2 separate regions of the Mus musculus genome follow, and region 1 is linked to region 2. Evidence: chromatin contacts called from public HiChIP or PLAC-seq data. All regions are on one chromosome and are shown on one strand. Each heading gives the region's core, a stretch centred on a gene start, on an enhancer-like site or on the middle of the called end of the contact. The rest is flanking DNA. Distances are from core to core; before and after follow the strand shown. Region 1 overlaps Myo10 (myosin X). Region 2 has its middle 80 kb from the start of Gm48957.

What was found. HiChIP or PLAC-seq counts read pairs in DNA pulled down with a chosen protein or histone mark.
Region 1: a contact with region 2 is called in an H3K27ac HiChIP or PLAC-seq map of trophoblast stem cells, with 3 times the contacts expected there. The contact joins two enhancer-like sites. A contact is called at or near these places in 3 of 115 datasets of contacts at active chromatin or transcription factors (embryonic stem cells, extraembryonic endoderm stem cells and trophoblast stem cells) and 1 of 9 other capture datasets (embryonic stem cells).

What each region holds. Positions count from the first base shown.
Region 1 is chr15:25,651,234-25,656,056 of GRCm38.p6, reverse strand. The region is part of intron 1 of Myo10 (myosin X); the gene reads right to left. Among named protein-coding and RNA genes, the nearest start is that of Myo10, 31 kb to the right of the region's middle. Within about 2 kb of position 2,891, at least 58 of the 459 cell types and tissues checked have an H3K27ac peak or open chromatin away from gene starts, as enhancers often do. A contact at or near this core is called in trophoblast stem cells, where this site is marked.
Region 2 is chr15:25,491,706-25,496,806 of GRCm38.p6, reverse strand. No RefSeq gene overlaps it. Among named protein-coding and RNA genes, the nearest start is that of Gm48957, 80 kb to the right of the region's middle. Within about 2 kb of position 1,911, at least 54 of the 459 cell types and tissues checked have an H3K27ac peak or open chromatin away from gene starts, as enhancers often do. A contact at or near this core is called in trophoblast stem cells, where this site is marked.

The DNA of each region.
Region 1 (4,823 bases), core at 1,642-4,141, 160 kb before region 2:
AACTACTGTGACATCCCGGTCTGCCTGTGTCCCTCCTGATGCCAGCCAAGATTTGATTTAAATTAACGTACTTCTCTCCTGCATGAAATCCATCCTCATGACTTTCCATATTTCTTCTCTCTGCTCTCCTGAGACTTGGAAACTGTGCGACAGTCCTGTTTAAGTAGGAGTGGGGCCTGTGTGATGGCTCAGCAGGTGAAGGTGATTAACAGCAAACCTGGCAAGCTGAGTTCAATCCCTGGGACATGCATGTAGAAAAGAACTGACTCTCACAGAGTAGCTTCCAGCCACCACCCTTGTCTTGTACCATGAGAGTGCTTGCACACATACACAAAGAAAACAGTTAAATATTAAAATATTTTTAAGTCTTTTGTTTTGTGTTTTCAAGACAGGTTTTTTTCTCTGTGTAGCCCTGGCGGGCCTTGAATTCATTGATCTAACTTGCCTCTGCCTCTCAAGTGCTGGGACTAAAAGCCTGTGCCACCACTGTCTGGCTTATTTTTGAATCTTTAAAAATTGAAAAAAAAAAAAAAAGTAAAAAGCCAAGGCTACGGCTGAATAATAACGTGCTTATTAGCATGTGTGAGACCCAGCGCCTCCCCAGCACCAAAACAACAAAAAAAGACTTTACCAACCTACTCGTGTGCAGAAGAGGAGATGATGCTCTCAGACAGGGCCACTCCTCTGGCTGGAGAGCACTCAGAAGCAAGGACTGGGATCTCAGACACTCCTTCATGAACCAGCGAGTGAGGCAGTGGGGGGAATGCAGACACGCTGTTGCTTCAAAGTGAAGGTCTCAGTTTAGGAAGTTTGCAAACACACTAAGAAGTGGCAAAGATAATACACTAAGCTCTGTCCGTCCCCCACTCCCGCATCCTCTGTTACAGTTGCACTGAGGGACATGAGGTGCACGTTCTAGTTAGATTCCCCCAGACTTCCCAGTCCCATTTTCCCTATCTCGGAACCTCCTCCGGAACATTGTGTCTAGTGCTGTATCTCCCTGGTTCAGTTTCTCAGACTGGCTGCTTGACGGCCTTGACAATTTGTGACAATTTGGAGGAGCTCTGGTCATGGAGCTGCAGAATGTCCTTCAGTTAGTGATGCTTGGGTGTGTCCTGGTCACACTGTAGTTAGGCTTTGTGGCCTGAATGAATTGTCTAAGTTGCACGTGTTGGAACCGTGGTCCCGCCTGGATGAGTAGAGGCATAGGTGACAGGGGAGTGGCTTTGTTATGGGGCTTGCTCTGTCTCCCTAGATGATGTCCTCAGTCACATCATGATGTAAGGGGCCTCACCAACCATCAGCTGGACTTACCCTCCTTCAGAACTGTGAGTGAGATAAACGTTATCCTTTATAAATTACTAGCTTTGGGCACTTCACTTTGGCATACAAAACAGACCAGGACCAGGTTTTGAGTGACGATTCAGTCCTGAGTGTCATGTCAGACTGCCTTTAAGGGATCTTTATCACACTTCGCCAAGAGTACATGCATGCATTAAGATCCAGGAACTTCTTTTTTGTTTCTTATTTTTTGGGGGTGTCATCAGAACAGGGGAAACAAATATAATCTACTTCCTGGGGCCACAGGGCAAAACTGAGCAGCACTGAGAACACAGACGGCCGAACAACTGTTCAGGAGTTTTGTTCAATGATGCTGAGTCCAGTGAATCTAAACTTCATGCCAGGAGAAAGAATTTGGGAAATGTATTCAGAGTACCACAGGCAACATGTGTGATGACAAACACAGAGACAGAGATACACACAGAGAGAAAGAGAAACACACACACAGACAGACAGAGAGGCGGACAGAGAGAGAGAGAGAAACAGAGTCAGAGACACACAGAGAGACAGAAACACACAAACACAGAAAGGGCAAGAGAGTGAAAGCGAGGGTGAGCGAGCAACCGATCGAGAAAGAGAGAGAGAGGGAGGGAGGCAGAGGGAGGGAGAGAGGGAGAGAGAGGGAGAGAGAGAGAGAGAGAGAGAGAGAGTGTGTGTGTGTGTGTGTGAGTGTGAGTGTGTTCTGGGTGTGAATGGGCTTAGTCCCTAGAGGCAAACGGAAGCCTGGAGCTGAAAGTCCAATTTTCTGCAAAGTGCCAACTGAGGTTGAAACTCCCCGTAAATGGGTTTACAGAGCTCCCCTTAATGACCACCTATAACTATTAACAGCACCACACAGCTCAACAATTGAGACATTCACCTTTGTCTAGCCCAGGAACAAGCAGTCTAAGACACCTTAGGGCCCAGCTCTGGAAGGCTCTAACCCTCAGATCGCTCCTGGGGCCAATAACATGTGGACAAAAATGACTTCCACAAACAATACAGTGTCTTTGTTCTTCAAATTGCATTTACAAGACACAAGCACACCACGGCTGCGTCATCTTGAAGGATTAGATTTCACTTGGATCTCCACTGCTCCACACTTGGAAACCCACAAAGTCACCAGTTGGAATACACGGGGGTACTTAGTCAAAGTACCACTGAGCTGAACTCAAGATATTCTTCACCTTAGTTCAAAACAAAGGCCTCAACCTCCCTCTCATCCAGGAAGCCACTCACCACTGACACCCACTGTCAGAGGAATGCCAGCTTAGGAAGCCTCCCCAGAGAGACCCTGCATCACTCAGAGTAACTCCACAGGCTAAAAACTCTAGAAACCCCAACTTTCATAAACCACACCAGCAGCAATTAAGCCCATGACCGCCATCCCTCATGGCAGCTTCACTTGGCTGGAAGAATGCACAGGTGAGTGCATGTACAAAGAGCTGCATCCACACGATCAGGATGCAGTCCCAACTGCTCGCCCCTTCCCGTGTCAGACCCTGCTCCCTCTAGACTGAGAAGTTAAGCCCTGTCTTCCGTTCACAGGCAGGACTAGAAAAACTGTACGCAAAGTCAGCCATGACTCAGGCTGCAGTCAGCAGCAGCCAGCAAATTTCCCATCAGCTCTCACAGGATGGGGATTTTCATGATTTCCTTCACAGTAGAGTCAAGCTACAGGGAAGACTTCAAAAGTTGCTAGTACCCAAGGACAAAGTGAAGATGTGAAAAACTTCAGCCTCAGGGCTGGGTCCTCATGCAGTCAGTGGCTGGGGTTGGTCTCGCTGGACTAAGGCAGGGTCTTCCTTTCCTTTCCTTTAGGGCATGAAAACTCACCAATTCAGTGACTATCTTAGCCAGGGTTTATCACTGTGATGAAGCATCATGACTAAAATCAACCTAGAGAGGAAAGGGTTTGTTTGGCTTACATGTCCTGAATCACAGTCCACTGAGGGAAACCAAAGCAGAAAAGCAAACTGCGCAGGAACCTGGAGGCAGGAGCTGATGCAGAGGCCTCGGAGGGCGCTGCTTTCTAGCTTCCTCATGGCTTCTTTAGCCTGCTTTTTTTTTTTTTTTTAATAGAACTGGAGACCACTAGCCCTGGGTGGTACAACACTGAATGGGCTGGGCTCTCTCACAATCACTAATTAAGGTCATGCCCGAAAGGCCTGCCTACAGCAGAGTCTTCCAGGGGTATTTTGTCAGTTGAGGTTCCCTCCCCTCAGACAACTCTGGCTTGTATAAACTAGACACAGAACTAACCAAGCCAGCACAGAGACCCTCAAACCTACTCTGACTGGGAAAACATCCCAAGAAACAGACAGTGGCTTTCAGCTTAAACACAGACCACAGGGTACAAAAAGCCACCGATGCAGAGTTGGTCCCAGAGGGAAAAGCCTCAGCTCCAAGCAAAGCCGAGGAGGGTCAGGGGTACATAGTCTGTCCAACGATGGACCTCACCGCTCCTAGGGAGTTTACTATGAAACCCTAGTAGACACCCCCACAGCTATAATTTCCCTCTATAATGAACACCCAGTGCAATCCAAGTTCTTGCTTTGAAATTATTGAGTTGAAAGGTCAGTGTAAAATATGTCATTTGAAACATTTTTTAAAAAGTTCCCGTGTGTAACCAAACAGCTTGCTAAACCAGGGCTTTCGTGTTTCCAATGTCCCTACCCTCCTGGAACCTGAGCCACCAGTGCAACTGTTTTGAGAGGTGGAGTCGTTGGGTCAGGAGAGCAAAGGTTCATGAATGGACTGATGGTCGTATTTAGGGAGGAGTGAGTTATCACCCTTGGGGGTTGGCTCCCTTCTATCTCTTTTCAGAGAAAGAAAGCTTTAGAAGCTCAGGCAGTTGCAGCCAGCCTTAGAAACGAAGAATACTCTTCGTTAGCATGCCTTGGGGACTCTGCAACGCGCAGCCACTGAGAAAGTACGATGGCATCCCACTCGACAGCATCAGCAGTTGCCCTCCAAGTGTGTGAAGCAAGCATCTCTGTATAGATGCGCATCTGTGAAGCCCACACCTCTGCCCTTCAACTGACAAGGAACCTTAATCCTTCCACACAATGCACAATGCTGTGCCCTCTCCTTCCCCCATGGCAAGCTGGAAGATCTCTCTCCAGCTGCACAATCTAAATGCTTTGTTTTCCATACAAATGTCACAAAGGTGTGTCAACGGGACAACAGATATCTACAAAAGCGCCCTCTGCCTGGATGCTGCACAGAAAGATACCTCTTCTTGGGGAACATGTTTAAGAGGAGAAGTTCTAGCATCACTGTAAACAGCAGAGCCAACAGGGTGCAAACATTTCGACTCCTGGAAAAAGAACCAAAATGGCTCTGGAGGGGTTGCTCAAGCAGTTGGTTGGGAGCACCCGCTGGTTTTCCAGAAGCCCAGCATTCAGTTCCCACTACACACGTGGCGGCTCAGAACTGCCTGGAAATACCGTTCCAAGGGAGCCTACACCGCCTTCGGGCTTTGGTGAACATGAGTTACACAT
Region 2 (5,101 bases), core at 662-3,161:
TATTTCTAGGGACATCTGCCACCCTCTTTTGACCTCCCCAGGTACCTGTATTCACATACATCCACCCAATGCATATAATTTGAAAACAAAATTTAAAAAGTCACTGAAAAGAAAGGAGGGAGGAGAAGAAGCAAAGGAAGAGAAGAGAAGAAGGAGTCACAGGTCAGATGAAGGGAAGTGTGAGGTTTGGAGGCAGGGACATAGATGAGATGTCTAGAAAGACACCAGGACAGGCATGGAGAGCACAGACTACTGGCATTTAAAGGAACTTCAGGATATCTTTGTTCTTTTGTGTTGACAGAGGAAATGGACTGCTGTTCAGCTCCCAGACTCTCTGCCTGTGTACTCCAGGTCCACACTGTCTGTGTGAAGGCCATGCTGATCTCTCAGAGACTTTCCCAGGCATCTGAACCAAACGATCTTATAGGCTCTGTGCAGAAGAGAGGGAAGGAAATGAGCCGTAGAGGAGCCAGGGAGGGGGAGAGAGGCTCTAGGGAAGATCTTGCAGCAGAGAAACCAACAATGGGAGAGTAAGCAAAGACTGGGGTTTGAAGGGATGGCGTTGGAAGAGGACAGTGATGGACAGATAGGGCAGGATACAGTGGGAGAGGAGGCTTCTGAGGTCAAGGGAAAGAAGCGGATATACATGGCTATAGCTCATTTCCTGTGGGTTGTGCTTTATCTAGCCAAATAGCAGGGTCAAAATGACCATGCCCTCCCATGCTAGTGTTTCGTCACATACGACACAGTTAAAAACTGGGAGCAACCACAGTGCTTTGTTTGTAACTCTATCACTTCTTCAAGTGAGAAGATTCTGTTGATTTTTCTTCCCTTATCTAACATTAATGTATTCTGTTGGGGTCAACTGTAATTTAACGTTAAATGTTTACCTTGGATGTCGGGGCTTAAGGTTGAAACCGGGATCCTGGGAATGCCTGATTGCAGCATTTGCAAAACGATCACGGGAGAAAGGATATTCATTTAGTTGACTGCCAGTACACTTCTAGCTTTATTCATTTGTTTCAACTGAAGCCCCCTGCACTCTATTGCTAGAGAGACTGAGTGCCCTTCTGTGGCCACCTGTAGTTCTGATGCAAGCACAGTATGCACTAGATGCTGATCTAATAAGTCTGTCACCGAGTCCTGTGGGCAAGATGCTTTCATCTTAGACAACAAGATTAAAACAGCCCAAGATCTCTCTCTCTCTCTCTCTCTCTCTCTCTCTGTCTCTCGCTCTATGTCTCTGTCTCTGTCTCTCTCTCACACACACACATACACACACACATGCACACTCACACACGTATGCTCACATACACACACACAAGCACACTCACTCTCACATACCCTCCCCCCTTCCACACGGAGGAGTCATTACTAAGAAGACAGATGTTATCATTGCTTTCCCCAAAAGCAGAGTGAACTGAGATTCAGTCGAGCTTAGGCGAGAGGCAGTGAGACCAGGTCTATGTGATGCTTTAGTCACAGGAGGAGAGAAAGATGCTGGATCCCCTAGACCAAGTCAATGGTGGTCAGAACGGAGAGAAGATGGACTTCAAAGCTGATGAGGAGCCACGGCTCAAAGATTCAGTGATGACTGAAGTTAGGAATTCAGGCCTGGGTCACTGGGTTAGAAATGCGAAGGGTCTGGCCTGCCCCTCCCCTTGGCAAAGGTTACGACCCCTTTCCCTGTGGCCATATGTCCTGTGTTAATACTTAAAGTGTGGCTTTAACTCATGCAAGACATAAAGCTGGTGACATCCATTATGTATCCAGGAGCCAAGGAACTGGGCGTGTACTGTGGATGGTGATGGTGTCTCACCCCTCCTTCCTCACTCTTCCCCTTGTATGAGGGTGGCTGTCTCCAAATGCTGAGGCAGTAAATGACTCACACCACTGTCAGCCTCTGGTAAAGGCCTTTAACTCCTAGGAGCCATCCTGTCTGAACTCTTTTTATAAATACTCCAGTAAGCCCCACTCCAACACCCTCCCACTGACCGCAGCCTGAGAAGTAACAAAACCCCAAGCCTCCTTACCACTAGGTGGTTAGATGACTGCGGAAAGGCCTCTTCACACGAACTCTGAAGGCTGAGACCAGCCTGCCCTGGAGACCATATCCTACCTTCCTCTTCCTCACCTCACTCTGCCCCCTTCTCTCACTCTCTAACATGGGTTGCATGTTTCCCCTCAAATTCAGAGGTTGAGGTTCTGAATCCCCATACTCCAAGTGTGGCTGCATTTGAGAGCTGATAAGGCCTCGTGGGCCTGTTAGCCTCATCCAACCTGACTGCTGCTTTCATAAGGAGTGAGTAGAATGTCTTAGTTAGGGTTCTACTACTGTGAGCAGACACCATGACCAAGGCAAGTCTTATAAAGGACAACATTTAATTGGGGCTGGCTTACAGGTTCAGAGGTTCCGTCCATTATCATCAAGGCCAGAGCATGGCAGTATCCAGGCAGGCACGGTGCAGGAGGAGCTGAGAGTTCTACATCTTCATCCGAAGGAAGCCAGGGGCAGACTGGGCATCCTCAGGCAGATAGGAGGAAGATCCCCCCAAGCCCATCCTCACAGAGACACACTGCCTCCAACAAGGCCACACCTTCTAATAGTGCCTCTCCCTGGGATGCTCATATACAAACCGTCACAGGGAGACAGGACAGGAGAGACACAGAGCAGATGTAGGGGATGTCTGCCTGAGAGAGAGAGAGAGAGTGAGAAAGAGAGAGAGAGAGAGAGAGAGAGAGAGAGAGAGAGAGAGAGAGAGAGAGAGAGATTGGGAGTAGCTCAGAGGTTGAGACTCACAGCCTCACAGCCTGCACTGCCATGGGGGCAGATTCCTGATGCATGGAACTGGAGCGATGGAAACTGTTCACCTTCTCACGTGCAGTTTTGAAGCACAGTCTCTTGACGGATGCACTGCACAAGAGGATCCTGGACTCAGACCTCGCATTTAGGGAATCAGGCTGAAGAAACAAAGTGCATGCCATACTCCAAAATGAGCTAGCCTTTCATCGGTCATTTTATTGATTTCTTAGTCCAGAGTTAACATCCAGGCCAAGAGACTCTGAAGGCAGTCTGTTCTGCAACCTGCCTTTCAGGATGTATCTCTGAGGGTCTTATGTATAAACAGCACTGGGATACATAAGTCTTAATAAAATACCAAAGGACATAGTTTCATCTGAGAACAGTGTTTTCCTTCTAACAGTTGTTTAACTAGATTCTATATTCCCACCCCAATATTTATTTATTTATTTTACTAATATGCATGTGTGTGTCTCTGTGAGCATACACTATATGAGTATTGGTACCCAAAGAGGCCAGAGGGTCATCAGATACCCCGGAGCTAGAAACACACAGGTCTGGGAATGGGAAGCCCAGGCTCCAGTTCTGGTTCAACGAGCTGCAACTGCGTGATTTTTAGACCCTTCCCCACACTCAGCCTCAAGTTAATTTTAACCCCCTGCCCCCTACTAAACCAAACCAAACTGAACCAAACCAACCAACCAACCAACCAACCAACCAACCAACTAACCAAGCAAAACCAGGAGTCAAAAATACTCCATAGGCTGTTTTTCTTAAAGGCATGGCTGTCATGGCAACCCTGAGACCTTCAGGTAAAGGTGTTACTCAGTGTTGGACTATTTCAGGCAGAAGTCTCCCGTCTCTAGTTTGCATATGTGTCAGCCCAGCACCCCCCTCCCCAATTCTCATTTGAAAACTCCAGCTCCCTTTCCTGGTTGGTCTTCAGATCCCCCAGCAAGCTGTAAGTGTCAAATAGACCTCTCCAAAACAGACCTGGAGTCTGGCTCAGCAGCAGTTATCGAAAACACATTATGCCCTGTTTGCTCGTTCTGTAATCAGAGTCTGTGCTGTTCTCCTACACTAATGGGAAAGTTCGGGCTGAAGAGGAGTCGATTGTTCAGCTCTGTCCTGTCTCATGATATTGAATGTTTATCCACATCTGGAACGTTTATCCTCTGGTAGCTATAGCCCTTAACCTTGAGAGAGAGGGGGAGGGGGAGGGGGAAGGAGAGGGACGGGGAAGGGGAGAGGGAGAGGGAGAGGGAGAGGGAGAGGGAGAGGGAGAGGGAGAGGGAGAGGGAGAGGGAGAGGGAGAGATGTGTCAGAAAGGGTAGGTGTTGAATTTATGAGCCCAGGACTCTGGTTAGTCTGTTTTCAAAGGACAGGCATAGTAACCAGTCTAAGCGCTGTTCAATAACCCCCATTCAACACAGCTTGAGGAGGTATGGCCATGTGGATTTGATGGAAAAGCTGTGTGAGTTTTCTATGCCCAGAGGTCCTGGAGAAAGCAGACAGACGTTTTCAAAGGGAGGGATGCTTTGCCAGAGATCAATAATTCCTGAAAGGGAAACCTCTTGAAGTTTCCTTTTATATCCTTGCTGTATTGAGCTGTGCCTTGGCATGTAGTCGGCTGTGAATAAATAACGGGCTGAGTAGTGAAATATGGCTCTGAGCTCACACCCGGCTTCTCAGTGCAGCTAACAGAGCTCTGTTAATCCTGCATCTTATAATTTGCAGAAGGTTGTCTCCCTGACAAAGACTATGGGTCCTCAAATGGTATAGCTCTGTGGGCCTTATTTAAAACCAGCACCTGAATAGTCCTAGACACATAGTTAGATGATAACATGCTTTTTTGTTGGGTGAATGCATATATAAGTGAATGAATGAATGAATGAATGAATGAATACAGAGATGTTATCTTCTTACATAAGTGCAGATGAAGAAGAAAAGCACAATGTATGGTTAGAGCCATATGTAAACGAACTCAATCTTGTTTTTAAGGACTATATCAGCTTCCTGTGAGAAGAAACAGCCCACTCTTCCCTTTGCTAATGGATCCTGAGATCCAGATTCTCCCGTCAATGGGAAATCATTTGGCACTTGCCCTTTGCAGTATCTAGCCTCTCCGAACTGTCATCGCCTGCTTGATTAGGGTGGGTATTGGTTGGTAAGGGTCCCAAGAGAACTTTATGGAGTGGCAAACATTTTAAAACTTGCTTTTTGGGGGTGGCGGAAGATGTTCAAACCTCCCTGAGCGATGGAGATTGGTGCACTTCATGATCTTCAGCTGGGCCTCGGTGG